3 separate regions of the Mus musculus genome follow, and all the other regions are linked to region 1. Evidence: chromatin contacts called from public Hi-C data. All regions are on one chromosome and are shown on one strand. The core of a region is the stretch at or near the end of the contact, and the rest is flanking DNA. Distances in the headings are between cores, read along the strand shown.

Region 1 (4,380 bases), core at 856-3,355:
GAAGGGTTTGTTTGGTTTGCTGGTTTGGAGGTCTCAGTCTATGGTTGAGTGGCTACAGCTTGGGCCTGTGGCAAAGCAGAACATTATAGCAGGGGAGATGGAGTGGAGCCAAGCTACTCAGGAAGCAGAGAGAGAGGATGGCGAAGTAACATCCTCATCTTAAAAGCGGATATACCCGATGACCTAACTTCCTCTTACTAGTTCCCACCTCTTAAAGGTGCATAGCTGCCACCACCACCACCACAAGCTGGGATGGTGCATTCAGTCTATGGGCCTCTAGGGGAGACTTGAGATCCAAAGTAGAGCAGTAGAGGAGGAGGGTGCCTCATTGCTCTGTGTTTCTCCCTATCCAGACACTTGCTGCTCCATGGAGCTGGTGTCTGAATGTGGAGTCACACCCTGGCCATCCCTACAACCCATCCCCTGGCACATGGCTGGAAAGGAGGAATAACCCAGCAATGATTTGGGGTGAACAGGGTTGAGGCTCGTACCACATAAGGCTTTCAGCCTCATGGGAGAGGACACCAAAGTTTCTCTGGGTCCAACAGCATCTCCCTGTTGCAGAAAGTCCACCATTGTTTTATTCTTGTGGGTCTGACTGGTCTCACATTGAGGTTCAGGAAATGGGATGGGGTGGGACCCACAGGTTATGCTATGCACACATTGATTCAGTGGTTCTGGTTTGGTCATGCTTCAGGAACACCAGCAAAGCCCCGACTTGAAAACCAAGCGCTCCCCAGTGTAGAGAGCTCTAGACGTGTCAGTATCAGAGAGTCCCTCCTCTGCCTTTTTCTCCTCCTCCTCCTCCTCCTTCTTTTAAAGATTTATTTATTTAATGTATATGAGTACACTGTAGCTGTCTTCAGATACACCAGAAGAGGACGTCAGCTCACATTGCAGATGGTTGTGAGCCACCATGTGGTTGCTGGGAATTGAACTCAGAATCTTTGGAAGAGCAGTCAGTGCTCTTAACCACTCTCCAGCCCCTCTCTGACCTTCTAATAAACACAGTATTGGCCGAGTGGGCACGGTGGTACACCCTGTGGAGGCAGAGGCAGATGAATCTCCATGAGTTTGGAGTCAGCCCAGTCTACAGAGCAAGTTCCAGAATAGCCAGGGCTGTTACATAAAGAAACCCTGTCTCTAAAAACAAAAACAAAAACAAAAAAAGCGCCTCAGGGGCCTGTGAGCACTTCTTTGTGTCCCTAGGACCATCTGTCCACAGTTGCAGAAATACAAGTTTGGCACCTGCACAGGCATCCTGACCTCACTGGAAGAGCACTCAGAACAACTAAAAGAAATGGTGACCTTCATCATAGACTGCAGCTTCTCCATAGAAGAGGCCTTGGAGCAGGCAGGGATCCCCAGAAGAGACCTAACAGGTCCCAGCCATGCAGGAGCATACAAGGTAAGGCCATGCCCCTGGGCAAAACAGCTTGAAAATGTGGATGGACTCTGTAGTTTCCGATGGTGGAGAGAATGTTGGTTCAGGGATCAGAAGCCCTAAGGTCAGCCCTAGCTCAGTCGCCCTCCCAGGTAAAACCATTACCCTCTGAGTCAGTCTCTCTCCCACCTGCCTCTGATATGGCTGTGCAATGTCAATCAAAGTCATTTGGACATTTGGAGAGAGAGAGAGGGCATGTATATATGAATGTATGTTCAGGCTAAAGGTCAACTAGTACTCTTCGGGAGCAGAACACATTGTTTTCTGCTAAGTTACACTTATTTGGGGAAGGGGTGATTTTGGTAGTGCAATGTTTGTGTGGAGATTGGATGGCAACTTATGGAAATCAGTTCTCTCCTTCTGCCTCTGCCTCGTGGGGCTTGGGAATCAAATTCAAGTCACCAGGCACGGCAGCAAGTGCCTTTATCTGATGAGTCTTTTCACTGGCCCCACCGTGGAGTTGGAGACAAGACCTCTTACTGGGATTCACTGATTAAGGGTAGGCTCTCTGCCAGAGAGCCCTGGGGATGCTCTTGTCTCTATCTCCCAGTGCTAGAATTACAAGCACAGGGTGTCACCATGGCCAGTTTTGATGTGAGCACAGAGTGTTAACGGCAGAAGGGTGGCCTCTCCTGGGACACGCCTGCTGTTAGGGACTGTCCCTGTGGCCGAGTTGATGCACTTCTCTTCCTGCTGAAACCAGTCACGTGGGGAAGAGTGGCGCCCTTCCTCCTCTGCCTCCTTCCCAGATGCTGTTGGGACAAGTCTGAGCACTCTGGCTGATCAGCAGTCTCCAGGCCTCCCTGTGCACAAGACCAGCCTCCAGACTTCCCTGCTCACAGTGGCTGGACTTTTTTCATCTTGAGCGCTGTTTGTCACAGTGTCCCTCCCCACTTTGACTCCTGCCAAAGAGGCTTGGACTGCGTCAGGTCCCTGCAGTTCTGTAGTAACCTTCGAGGCACAAAAGATTGGGTTGATGAGATTGGCTATACAGAGAAACCCTGTCTCGAAAAAACCAAAAAAAAAAAAAAAAAAAAAAAAAAGCTTTGTACAGAGGCACAGACGTCCATATATGTTCACCAAAGCCTGTCAATTATCCATGACACGTCACTGCCCCCTCTCCCCACAGCTGCCATACAGTTTTGTCTGTAACAACTCACCCCACTGCCCTTAGGCCCTGAGAGAGATGGCTCTTACAGCCACCTTGAATTTGACTGATGGCCTGGATAGATGGCCCATCCTAAACAGAGGTGTCTCAGTCCCCAGGAGCCCTGCCTGGCTTTGTGAGTGGCCTACATGTGCCTTTGCTCTGTCCCAGGTGCTGTCATACAGACACTGGGCTGGCAGCACAGCAGAGCCTCATCTTACAGTTGCCAGGGTGGTAACAGCCAGTTAAGTGGCAGCCAAGGTCGTCCCAGGGGATCCTGATCCTGGCTGCGTTCTAAGCCTGTCGTAAGCCCCACTGCAGGGGGAGAAGTATACCACCAGTGAAAGTCACCCAGGTCGCCCTGTGCAGAATCTTGGAAGGGAAGACCGGGGCATCCAGGGACAGGCTCATCCTGTGGGATCTAGAAGTAAATCAGGCAGCCGATGTTCCTGGCGCTGTTTGCTTGCTTTTGCCTGATTCTGTCAGAACTTCGCAGCTTCTTGAGGTCCATGGAGAAAGAACATTTAGAGACCCATGAGACTGGGCGAGGAAATTGTTTTTTGGTTTTTTGGGGTGTTTTGTTTTGTTTTGATTTTGAGACAGGGTTTCTCTGTAGCCCTGGCTGTCCTGGAACTCACTCTGTAGACCAGGCTGGCCTTGAACTCAGAAATCTGCCTGCCTCTGTCTCCCAAGTGCTGGGATTAAAGTCGTGAGCCACCATGCCCGCCACTGGGTGGGAAAATTGTGTGTGTGTGTGTGTGTGTGTGTGTGTGTGTGTGTGTGTTATAAACCTCGGCTGAAAGTTAGCATTTCCTTTGGTTCTGACTGTTGGCCACAAAGGGCTGTTGGATCAATATGTCCTGGAATGCTGAGGATGATAAAGTATCTCACAAATAGCATAACACAGTACAGTTCTTGAGAGTTTCAAAACACCCTGTATACTGATACTCCAGTAACAGATCTGCCATTCTGTCCTCCTAGCTGTTAGTGGGAAAGTATAATATTCTTTCTGGGGCTCTGGTAACTACATCTGGACATCAGAAATAGTAGTGGTTTCCTTTGGAACATTTGATTCTCTTCTCTTCCCGTCACCTTTTTGCTGCCCCGTCTGTGTGTTTGTTTTAAGGCAGTCTCTCACTGTGTTACCAGAATCACCTTAAAACTTTCCTTGCAGTCAAGGCTCAAACTCCCCATCTCCTTAGCCTCCCAGGTGCTGGGACAACAGGCAACACACCATCCTGAATTTTCTTTTATGTGGTGAAAACATTATTCTGTCCAGCTTAGATGTGTGCCAGACTGCCAAAGTGATGTTGACAGATTAATAAAGAAAAAAATGAATAAGGCTCCCCCCTCCTGCACCCTAGTTTTGAGTCTCTCACTGTCAACCAGGCTGCAACAGCTCCCTGGATCTCTTGCTTCTTGGACTGGAAGTGTTGCGGCTTTAATTTGAGTTGATTCCTGTATTTTCCCCCTATATTTTCACTATCAGACAACAGTGCCCTGTGCCACCATTGCTGGCTTCTGCTGCCCTCTGGTGGTCACAATGAGACCCATTCCCAAGGACAAGCTGGAAAGGCTGTTGCAGGCCACTCACGCCATAAGAGGACAGCAAGGACAACCCATTCACATCGGTGACCCAGGTCAGTGTCCACCCAACATGGGCCTGAAAAGCACACAGGGGCTTGTGCTGTTCTTATGGGGAGGGTCTCAAGGGTGAGGGACTGGGGTGAAACCCAGAAGTCCAGTACTGGGTGCTCTCAGGCTTAAGGCAGCACTGTGCCACACTAGG
Region 2 (4,380 bases), core at 695-3,194, 500 kb before region 1:
AGGTAGCCATGGCCAGAGTTAGCATCCACTGTTCTTTGCAGTAACATAGCAAGTGAGTCTTCCTCTGGTTAGAGTTCGGAGGCATCACTAACAGCACAACAGAACAGCAGCTATTTTACTGTGGAATAGGACTGACAAGGTAAGCAGGAATATATACTGTGGTTGTGACTTACGTGGGCACAGTAGAAATGCTGCTTCTCCATCTGTCTTTAAGGAACTCCTTCCCCCCCCACCTCCCCCTCACCACAGCAAAAGCACATTTTGCATGACCCAGGGGAATAGTGGAGACAGAGTCTTGGAAAAGAAACCCGAAGGAAGACTAAAGGACATATTTCCAGCTTGAAATCCAAGACTCTGGAGGGATGTTTCCAAATTATCAGGCTCAACAGATGAGCCAGGCACCATGCCCAGGCTGCTCTGCATCTCTTATTTATCACACTAACTTGAGAAGTGCTTATCAGTGCTGTGACCCAGGGAGCACAGTGCCGTGTGCTGCAGCTGCCAGGCCCTGCCAAGGAGACAAGCATCCTTTCCCTTATGGCACGGCTGGGACAAGCCACCGCAGGATCAGCTTGGCTGGAGTGGGCGGAGGCAGGTGACTGTGCCCTAAAAGCTGGCCCAGGGTTTGTGAGCAAAGTGCTCAAATGGCAAAGGGCTAAGATGCCCTGAAACTGGGCAGCCTGCATTTCCTTGGCTCACAGATTTTGTTACCCACCCTCCTCCTCCTCCCCTCTGTGCTGCCTGGGACACCTGATAAAAAGGTGAAGGGATGTTGAAGAACTGTTCTTATCCCAGTCCAGTTTTGTCTAGGTTCTGCTGGGCTGCCTTGGGGTGGAGAATACCAGGAACAAGGGTGGGAAGACCTTTCTCTGTGGGTGGAGAACCAAGGCCTCAGATCCCAGGGACTGCAGATCTAGGCTCTGGGCCCTCCTGAGGTTTCCTTTCACATCCAGAGCTGCTCAGAAACCCTGCCATAAGTAGGACACTAGCAACAGTCGGCTCCAATTGCTTTTCAGCTGAAGCTTTGGCCAAGCTCATGTGTATGGAAAGAGAGGCCTGTGGTTGATTTCATACAGATTTCAACGTGACTATATATGAGTTCTACTTAGCCACCAGAGTTCATCATTCAAAGGGACCCTAAAGGCAACAGTTCTGTTAGGTGAAAGTAGGAGGCTTAGTTAGGTGTGGTCACCCTGCTCTTTCACAAATAGGGACCCTGAATGAAGGGCACACATTCTAGTCTGGCTCCCCTTTTAACTGGTGGGACTGGACAAGCAGCTGTGGTTGGAAGACCCCTGGGATTCCTTTCATGCCTCTGTCTTCTCAGCATGGAGCAAATGAGATCTTGTCTACCTGGTGAACTGGTGCTTATCCCAGAGCTGGGAGCAATGGACACTTGTCACGCTATGTGTGATAAACATCCTTTACTAAAAGGGAGACAGCAGTAGATACACAGGACAGACACTTGGCAGGAGCCCAGCCCTGGAGGACTGACTGGATTGCTTCATGTGATGAACATGAGAGAGTGATGGAGCATGAGGCTGCCACACCCCATTCCTCACCCACATCCTCTCCACCTCCGCTGCTGCAGCCCATACCTGCTGCCTTCCTCACCTCTTTTCTGAGAAGAACCCAAGGCACTCTGGCATCAGGCATGTAGCAATCCCTCGTTAATGGAGCTTGGAGCTCATTTCCCTGCCCCCTAACAATTCAGTGTTATCCCACATCAGACTTCATTCAGTGTCCACGCCTAGAAGCTGTGCCCCCAAACCAATGAGAGCAAGGAGAGAAAGCAGTAATTTCCCCTCCTAAAGATCCTGAGTTCTTAACAGCAATCTGAATGATTAAGGATCCTGCCAGTCAGCTTGCTTAAAACATTCTCATGTTAATAGGAAAAGACTGTCTCTTAAGCAAGGCTTAGAAATGCCATCTGTCCAACACTGCAGCCTGCTGGCAGCTGTGACCTTCTTGTTTCCATACCTGCTTCCTCCATCCCAGCATGTCCTGATGAGATCAGCAACGGCTCTCAGGTTTTGGAGGAAGAAGAGATGAGAGAGGCCACTCGTATTTCAGCCACCAAATTAGGTATGCTATCTATACTGTTTGCTTTATATTAAACGTTTTAGTTCTGACCCAATGTCCCCAAGGGATTAGACTTGATCTGCCTATCTTTCCTACAAGGCCATCCTGTTGCTGAGGCAGTGGCTCTCTACTGTTATCATACACCTTCCTTATCTGTGAGCATCACTGTCTTTCTCCTCCCTCTGTGCATGTCCATCACTGTGATAGTAAAGCCAGGGCCACAGCAGCTTAGCAGACAACTGCTGCCTTGTACTAATCCCCACAGCCCATACTGCCTCCCACTGGACTCTCTAATAAACGCTGGCCACCACTCTCAGTAGAACTTCCATTTTACCCTGAGGGAAGAATATTTTAAGATGCCCACTGCCACAGCTCCAACATGAATCCGTTCCCCAGCCACTTTAACAGAGTTTCAATAAGTTAACAACAGACAAAATGTCTTCTCCCGAGAAGGAGAAGATCTTTCCAGGGGAAAGCTTTGGGACAGGAGTCCACGAAGCAAGGAGAGGCTATGTTGTCTCCAGGAGGCATGCGAGGCTGAAGCAGTACTGCCAAGGCTGGTAGGCCAAGTGGTCACACACAAGCATGAAGGGAAGCCATTCATGAGCATGCGAGGAGAAGCCAGCTGTCAGGGTGATCCACACTGGTGGTCCTGGGTTGGAGGCAGTACCTTCTGGAGGACTACAGTGGACAGAAGTTTCCTCAGCAGCTCACCTACCATACTGCATGTTCACTTTGGAGCTACTCAGAGCCCTCTGCCTGGAGAGGCTGCTCTAAGCCTGGCATGGTTACCCATGACTGTAGTACCATGCAGTACATGGTACAGGGTAGCTTGGTGCTTCCCTGTTGTGGACACCCACATCTATACTGACTTGCCAACTGCTTATAATTCCATTCATTCTCATTTAAAGAAAGGTGCCCCAGAAGTAATTAAGAAAAATTATATTAAATTAATATTGACTAAATGTAAATAGCAAAGAAAGGTTATATTTGAAAAAGATTGTCTCAATCAGGACTTTTTTTTTCCCACTGTAAATTCAAAAATAGGGGAATGTAAATAAAATAATAAAAATTGAAAAAAAATATTCAAAACTAGTGTTGAGGAACAGAGGGTAAAATATGCAGTTTGAGCATTTCCTTTCGGACTGTGTTACTCATTAAGGTGTGGGGATGTAAAGCCATCACTCGCCATGACGAAGTGGAACCACACTTCTCCGTGATGCTCTTCTCCGTCTGGTCGACTGCTGTCTCATTACTCTGCGTGTTCTCCTCCCAGGGAATTTACTCCTAAACAGGGAGGCAGCCTTCACCGCCACTGGAAGGTGGGAGCCAAGAGCCCCAGGCGTCCTTGTTGGCTTTATTGCACACTTGGAGAGGGAAATGAAACTTCCTACATCGTTTTCTCCCCAGTAAGAGCTGCTAGAGCAGCTGAGAACAGGGCCTCTGGGCTTTGGGTCTAGAGGCAGTGTGGAGGGACCCTGTAGTCTGGAGCCATCCAGAAGAGATAGAAAGTCTGAAGAGACTTTCTGTGTGGTGAGGCCCTTCCTTGAGAGTCTCTGCTTCCAGGGCTACATCTCAGGACGGCATGTGGCTGGGCCTTAAACCCAGGTCAAAGCCCCGTCAAACGACACAGGAGCATGCAGCTATAGTTTTTCATCCATACTTTTACAGATGAGGGACCGTCGACAGAACTGGCCCTTCTCAGAGACTTGGACCTGTTTTATGAAAAATATTTAAATCTTTTGTATAAATGTTACAAGCTTCAAACGAAGCAATAGATAGTTAAAGGCTTTAATATAGTCTACTTGTTGGAAAAAATTTTTTTTTCATTTTCTTAGAGGAACTTGGTGTTAAATGGGCCTGGTGGAAAAAAATTTTTGTGATGTTTTAACGTAATCAAAATGCACCTCTTTCCTATCATGGCTTACTGTCTGTCTGTCTGTCTGTTTCTGTTTCTCTCCGTCTCTCTCTCTGTCTCTTGTGTGTGTGTGTGTATGTGTGTGTGTGTGTGTGTGTGTGTGTGTGTGTGTGTGTGAATATATGCCACATGTTACATGACTGCTGAGGTCACAGGAGGGCATCAAAGCGTCTGAAGCTGGTGTTCCAGGCCAGAAGAGCAGGAAGCCCTGTGAAGTACGGGAGCCATCTCTCCACTCCTACCACTCCCTTGTGTTGGAGGGAGCCGTCTGCTCTCTGTGCTCCCTAAGGAAGCTGCTCTCCCTGCCTCTTCCTCTGTAGTCCCCAGAGCAGCACTGCCTCGGCTGTTTGCACCCTGGAGTCTCAGGCCACGGTGCCCAG
Region 3 (4,380 bases), core at 867-3,366, 360 kb before region 1:
ATCCTTAAACAAAAAAGTCTGAGGGCTGCCTGCACTGTTTAGTAAAGGCTGTCTGTCCACAACCTCCTGCAGAGTCTACACTGGTTCTAAGAGCTGCTGTTCAAAGGACCTCAACACAACCAGGATCAACCTCTGTCACTAAGGGTGTGCAGTCTCACGGTGACACAACCGTGAAGAGGTGGAGTGATGAATCTTCCCACCAGCTCTCTTAAATGGGGCCTGTAGCCATGCTTGTCTTTAGGGTAGCAAGGATCAAGGGGAATAGGGCCAAGTGGTTAGGACATGTTTAGGACACCTTGCAAGATGCAATCACCACCAATAATTTAGTACTACATCCCAGAACCCAGCATTCAGTAGTCCCTACATACCCTGAGGCCTCTCTGCACAGAAGCTGCCACCTCTCATGGGCACTGGGCAAGGCACAGGGCAGGGACATGCAGCCAAAGTGGGGCTTCCTGTTTCTCCTGCTCTGCGCTCTCCCCAGCCCGCTGTGAACAGCTACACCCTACGCCACACTGCAACACCTCGCTGTCCACAGAACAGTCTGTGCCCTGCTCCCGCCCCCAAGAGAGCTCTGAGCTTTCCAAATATGGGTGTGTGTGTTTTCTTCTTCATTTCCAACACATCATGAATATCTGGGGGAAGAAAATGAGCACTAGACATGGTTTGGCAGCCACAGAAGACTAGGAGGGGTTGTGACCAAGCAAGGCTTGCACCTGGGATCCAATTAGTCAAAACACAAGAGCCAGGCCGGGTGATAGCCCAAATCAGACTTGGTGCAAGTCCGGGCCCCTAGGAGATTCTAGGAGGAACCCGACTGCCACAGTGCAAGAGCTAACTGCATTACAAAGGCTCTTTAGCCAGACAGATGGGAGGCAGTCCACAGACCTGGAGGTGAGGGTCAGCAGGAAAGGAGCCACAGACAAGATTATGTGCTTCAAAGCATGCTGGACCACATCTATATTCATCTAAATAGACAGGATTTCAGACACGCTGAAATTCCCTCACTTCCGACTTAACAACCAGTGTCTATCCGAGTAGAGTTCATGACCAGTTGTGTACCCGGCATGCCAGGGCAAAGCTAACAAACGGTCTCGTGCGGGTAGGGTAGCCTGTGAGGCAGCTCCACCCCTCCTCTGTACACAGAAGCAAGGCAAGCAGCGTGGACATGGCACAGCTTCACTGCCCAGCCTAGACCATGTGCCCGTGTAATTGCTAATCCCATGAATTAATTAATTAATGATACAGTTATGGAAAGGCAAGTGGCAGAAGGGAAACGATTAAACCAAAGCAGAGTGCCAACCTAGACTGTGTGGAACCAGCGGGAGGAGGGTGGGGTCTGCATGCAACAAACAGTGTCAATGAGGGTGAAAGTCCCATGTCACTCAGACCCCTCTCTCCTGAGACCAGAGCTAAGGGACAAGAGAACAGCAACGAGCTAGAAGAAGACAGAGCCAGTTAGGGAGTGGGCCTGGAGGAGGTGGGGCAGGTGAGTGGGCAGCAGGCGGCCTGGAGAAGGGGTGGGTGGGTAGAACACAGCAGGATATGAGGCCAGCCTGGCCATCTGGGAGCCGGCCACAACTCTGGAAGGAAAAAAAAGTGTGCCTACATTCAGCAGAAAACTCACTGGGAACCCAAGCTCTGAGCACAGGGACACTTGTACTCTACTGTGGACTTTTAATTTCAGCTTGACTTGAGCTGACACTCAGGTCTCTGTCTAGCTGCTGCCTTCATCGTACGTGAACATCACCTGCCGCAATAGGAAGCACACAGAGGGGAAGTCACATGTTACTCAGACCCCTCTCTCCTGAGACCAGAGCTCCACTGAGTACCCTACCTCCAGATAACCCTGTCACCACTGGGAGCATCAAATCAGTCCTTGCTCTCCTCCTGCACTGTGGCTCTCCACAGTGAGCTCCAGTCACCCCACCTTATATACCAAGAAGCCTTTAATTCTGACCAATAAGCCAGGACCCTAGAGATCCTTTTAGGCTGAGCAGACTCCCGGGTGATCAGAACTCCTCACTTCAGCTCCAGTCCCATAGGTTCCTTAAGGTCCAGGGAAGCCTCCTCCCGAGGCTGAGGCTCAGCTGCTTTGGGCGTTCCTGTCTAATGGGCTGGAACTACCTTCACGCTTCCCACACACACTTGTCTCGCTAGCCCCTTACACACAGCTTGTCCCCACTGCCTGCCACTTCCCTTTCAAACACCTCCCGGTTCTGACGTGTCTGCCCTGGCCTTGGTGCAGCCCTCTACTTGGAATCTAGGCCTTGGCTGTACCACTGGTATCAGGTGGGACCAATGAGAACAGAGGAAGCATGCTAGTTTTTGAAATGAAAGGGATGTGATGCTTGGAACTGTCTGCATAAGAGATGAAAGATGAAAAAGAAAAGCAACATGGCTACCCACCCACCCCGGAATCTGGCACCAGCAGGAAGCTGCTGCCATCCCAAAAGCTGGAAAGGCCAGAGAGAGGAGGTGGAGTTGAAAGGGCCCGGAAGCTGGGGTCGTTGTGTGGGAGTTAAACAGAGAGGGACACTTCATTTGTCAGGAGCTGGACATACTGTGACTTTTCTCTCATCCTACCCGATGTCTTCCAGCAGTGCCTTCTGGTGGCCAAAGCCGCAAGGCAGCTGACTGACCCTGGGAAAGTGCAGCCTGCAGAAGAGAGCCTCTGAGAGGTAGGACACAGAGGAAGGAGGAGCCCAGGGGTCGCTCACAGCCTCCCACAAGCCTCCTTCCCTGCAGTCTTTAATCCCTTCCTATCCAGTCTTGTTTAATTCCTTCCTAGCTTCTCTTTGCCCTGCGCAGAAAGATCATTCTTACTTATCCATTCATTCAAGCCTAGCCTCATCCTTAAAACTTGCCAATAGGTGGCAGCTTCCTGGCAAGAGAAGATGCAGAATTTGTTCACTAGACTGACACTGTCAATCAACTGCATGCACAGTAAGGGCTGTCAATCAATCAACTGCATGCACAGTAAGGGCTGTCAATCAACTGCATGCACAGTAAAGGTTGTCTGCTTTGACTATGCACACTGAGTCTGCTTTAAAACATGGGCAAAACACTGTTCAAATTATCACTGAAGGATGAAATGCTGAGGATCTGCAAAGCTGTCAATCCTGAAACTGGAACCAGCTAAAAACAGCCAAGATTGTCTGTCCCTATAGACTAGCTCGGAGGTCCATTGTAAAGATGCCCTAGCTGGATATCTGGTGCCATACAGCCAGATGATGCATAGCTTTAACTCCTACTCAGGAGGCAGAGGCAGGAGGACTGAGCGCTCAAGGCAAGTTTGGGCAACAGAGAGAAACTGTCTCCAAAAGGAAGTCAAACCAAAGCAAAAAAAAACCCACCACAACAGACACCAATATGGCAGCAGACACCATACGCAGAGCTGTGAAGAGCGGGAGAGGCTGGTAAAGCCTAAGGTAACAGAGTAACAAGAGACCGAGTTAGCAATCAAAAACCCAAAAAACCCCAGGTACACGTGGATGTCTAAGTAGTGCCAAAAAACCAAAGTGGAGAGAATACTTCTCCAATTCATCTTCTGACATCAGTCTTCATGACAAAGTCAAGCCTTCCCCTGGAGACCACAGGTGTCCTGTATGCACACAGCTATAGAAAGCCTCAACAAGATTAACACCCCAAACCCAGCTACACAGAAAATGATTAGACACCATGACCAAATGGGATGGATCCCAGGAATACAAGACTGAGCTAACATACGGAAACCAACATACAAAAAGGATGAGGCACACCGATTACAGGACCTTCACATCGGAGGGGAACAAGTACCCTGTGTTCTCTAGCACACATGCGTGACTTTTAGAAATCCAACAAACTAGAAACAGAAGAATACTTTTCAGAGTTGGTAAAGGTCATAAAAGAAAACTCAATAACCCAAACTTGATCATAAAATTCCCCTACCACAAGGATGTCTGCTCCGGTCACTTCCATTCGCCGCCATTAATGAGAACATAAGGAAGCACCAGCTATGCAGATGTGCATCGAAAAGACACAAAGGAAGAAATAAAACCATCTGTATTTGCAGATGTTATAATATTATATAGAAAACGCTAAAAACATACCTTTAAAAACCCTTCCAAGCTAACAGAGTCCATCTGGGTTGTGGAAAATGAAGCAACACAAGGAAACCAGCCACATGCCAATGGCACTTAGCAATCTCATATGAGACCAGGGAACAATCCTACTCAGAGTAACACTTAAAAGAACTGAATACTTAGAATAAAATGTTTAAATGGACATACATATCCAAAAAAAAAAAAAAAACTAGACAAGGGCTGGAAAGATGGCTTAGTGGTTGAGAGCACTGACTGCTCTTCCAGAGGTCCTGAGTTCAATTCCCAGCAACCACAT

Evidence for each region. Hi-C and Micro-C count contacts between places; a contact is called where the count stands out from the background.
Region 2: a contact with region 1 is called in a Hi-C map of the N1E-115 cell line, with 10 times the contacts expected there. The contact joins two enhancer-like sites. A contact is called at or near these places in 3 of 484 Hi-C or Micro-C datasets (the G1E-ER4 cell line, the N1E-115 cell line and cerebellum), 2 of 115 datasets of contacts at active chromatin or transcription factors (double positive thymocytes and embryonic stem cells) and 1 of 9 other capture datasets (embryonic stem cells).
Region 3: a Hi-C map of pro-B cells shows a contact between it and region 1, with 4 times the contacts expected there. The contact joins two enhancer-like sites. A contact is called at or near these places in 2 of 15 datasets of contacts at CTCF or cohesin (the NIH/3T3 cell line and large pre-B cells), 17 of 484 Hi-C or Micro-C datasets (B cells, the G1E-ER4 cell line, the HL-1 cell line and 6 more), 3 of 115 datasets of contacts at active chromatin or transcription factors (T-cell acute lymphoblastic leukemia, embryonic stem cells and memory CD8 T cells) and 2 of 9 other capture datasets (embryonic stem cells and liver).

The regions. Positions count from the first base shown.
Region 1 is chr12:100,837,291-100,841,670 of GRCm38.p6, forward strand. Dglucy (D-glutamate cyclase) reads left to right here. Exons shown (of 13, transcript NM_145448.5): 4 at 1,210-1,408; 5 at 4,081-4,231. Among named protein-coding and RNA genes, the nearest start is that of Gm36572, 54 kb to the right of the region's middle. Within about 2 kb of position 2,106, at least 77 of the 459 cell types and tissues checked have an H3K27ac peak or open chromatin away from gene starts, as enhancers often do. A contact at or near this core is called in the N1E-115 cell line and pro-B cells, where this site is marked.
Region 2 is chr12:100,335,962-100,340,341 of GRCm38.p6, forward strand. The region is part of intron 17 of Ttc7b (tetratricopeptide repeat domain 7B); the gene reads right to left. Among named protein-coding and RNA genes, the nearest start is that of Gm51958, 11 kb to the right of the region's middle. Within about 2 kb of position 1,945, at least 45 of the 459 cell types and tissues checked have an H3K27ac peak or open chromatin away from gene starts, as enhancers often do. A contact at or near this core is called in the N1E-115 cell line, where this site is marked.
Region 3 is chr12:100,480,290-100,484,669 of GRCm38.p6, forward strand. All of the region lies in intron 3 of Ttc7b (tetratricopeptide repeat domain 7B), which reads right to left. It overlaps Gm36375 (elastin-like), which reads right to left. Exons shown (of 2, transcript XM_006516439.4): 2 at 1-4,380. Among named protein-coding and RNA genes, the nearest start is that of Gm36375, 13 kb to the right of the region's middle. Within about 2 kb of position 2,117, at least 16 of the 459 cell types and tissues checked have an H3K27ac peak or open chromatin away from gene starts, as enhancers often do. A contact at or near this core is called in pro-B cells, where this site is marked.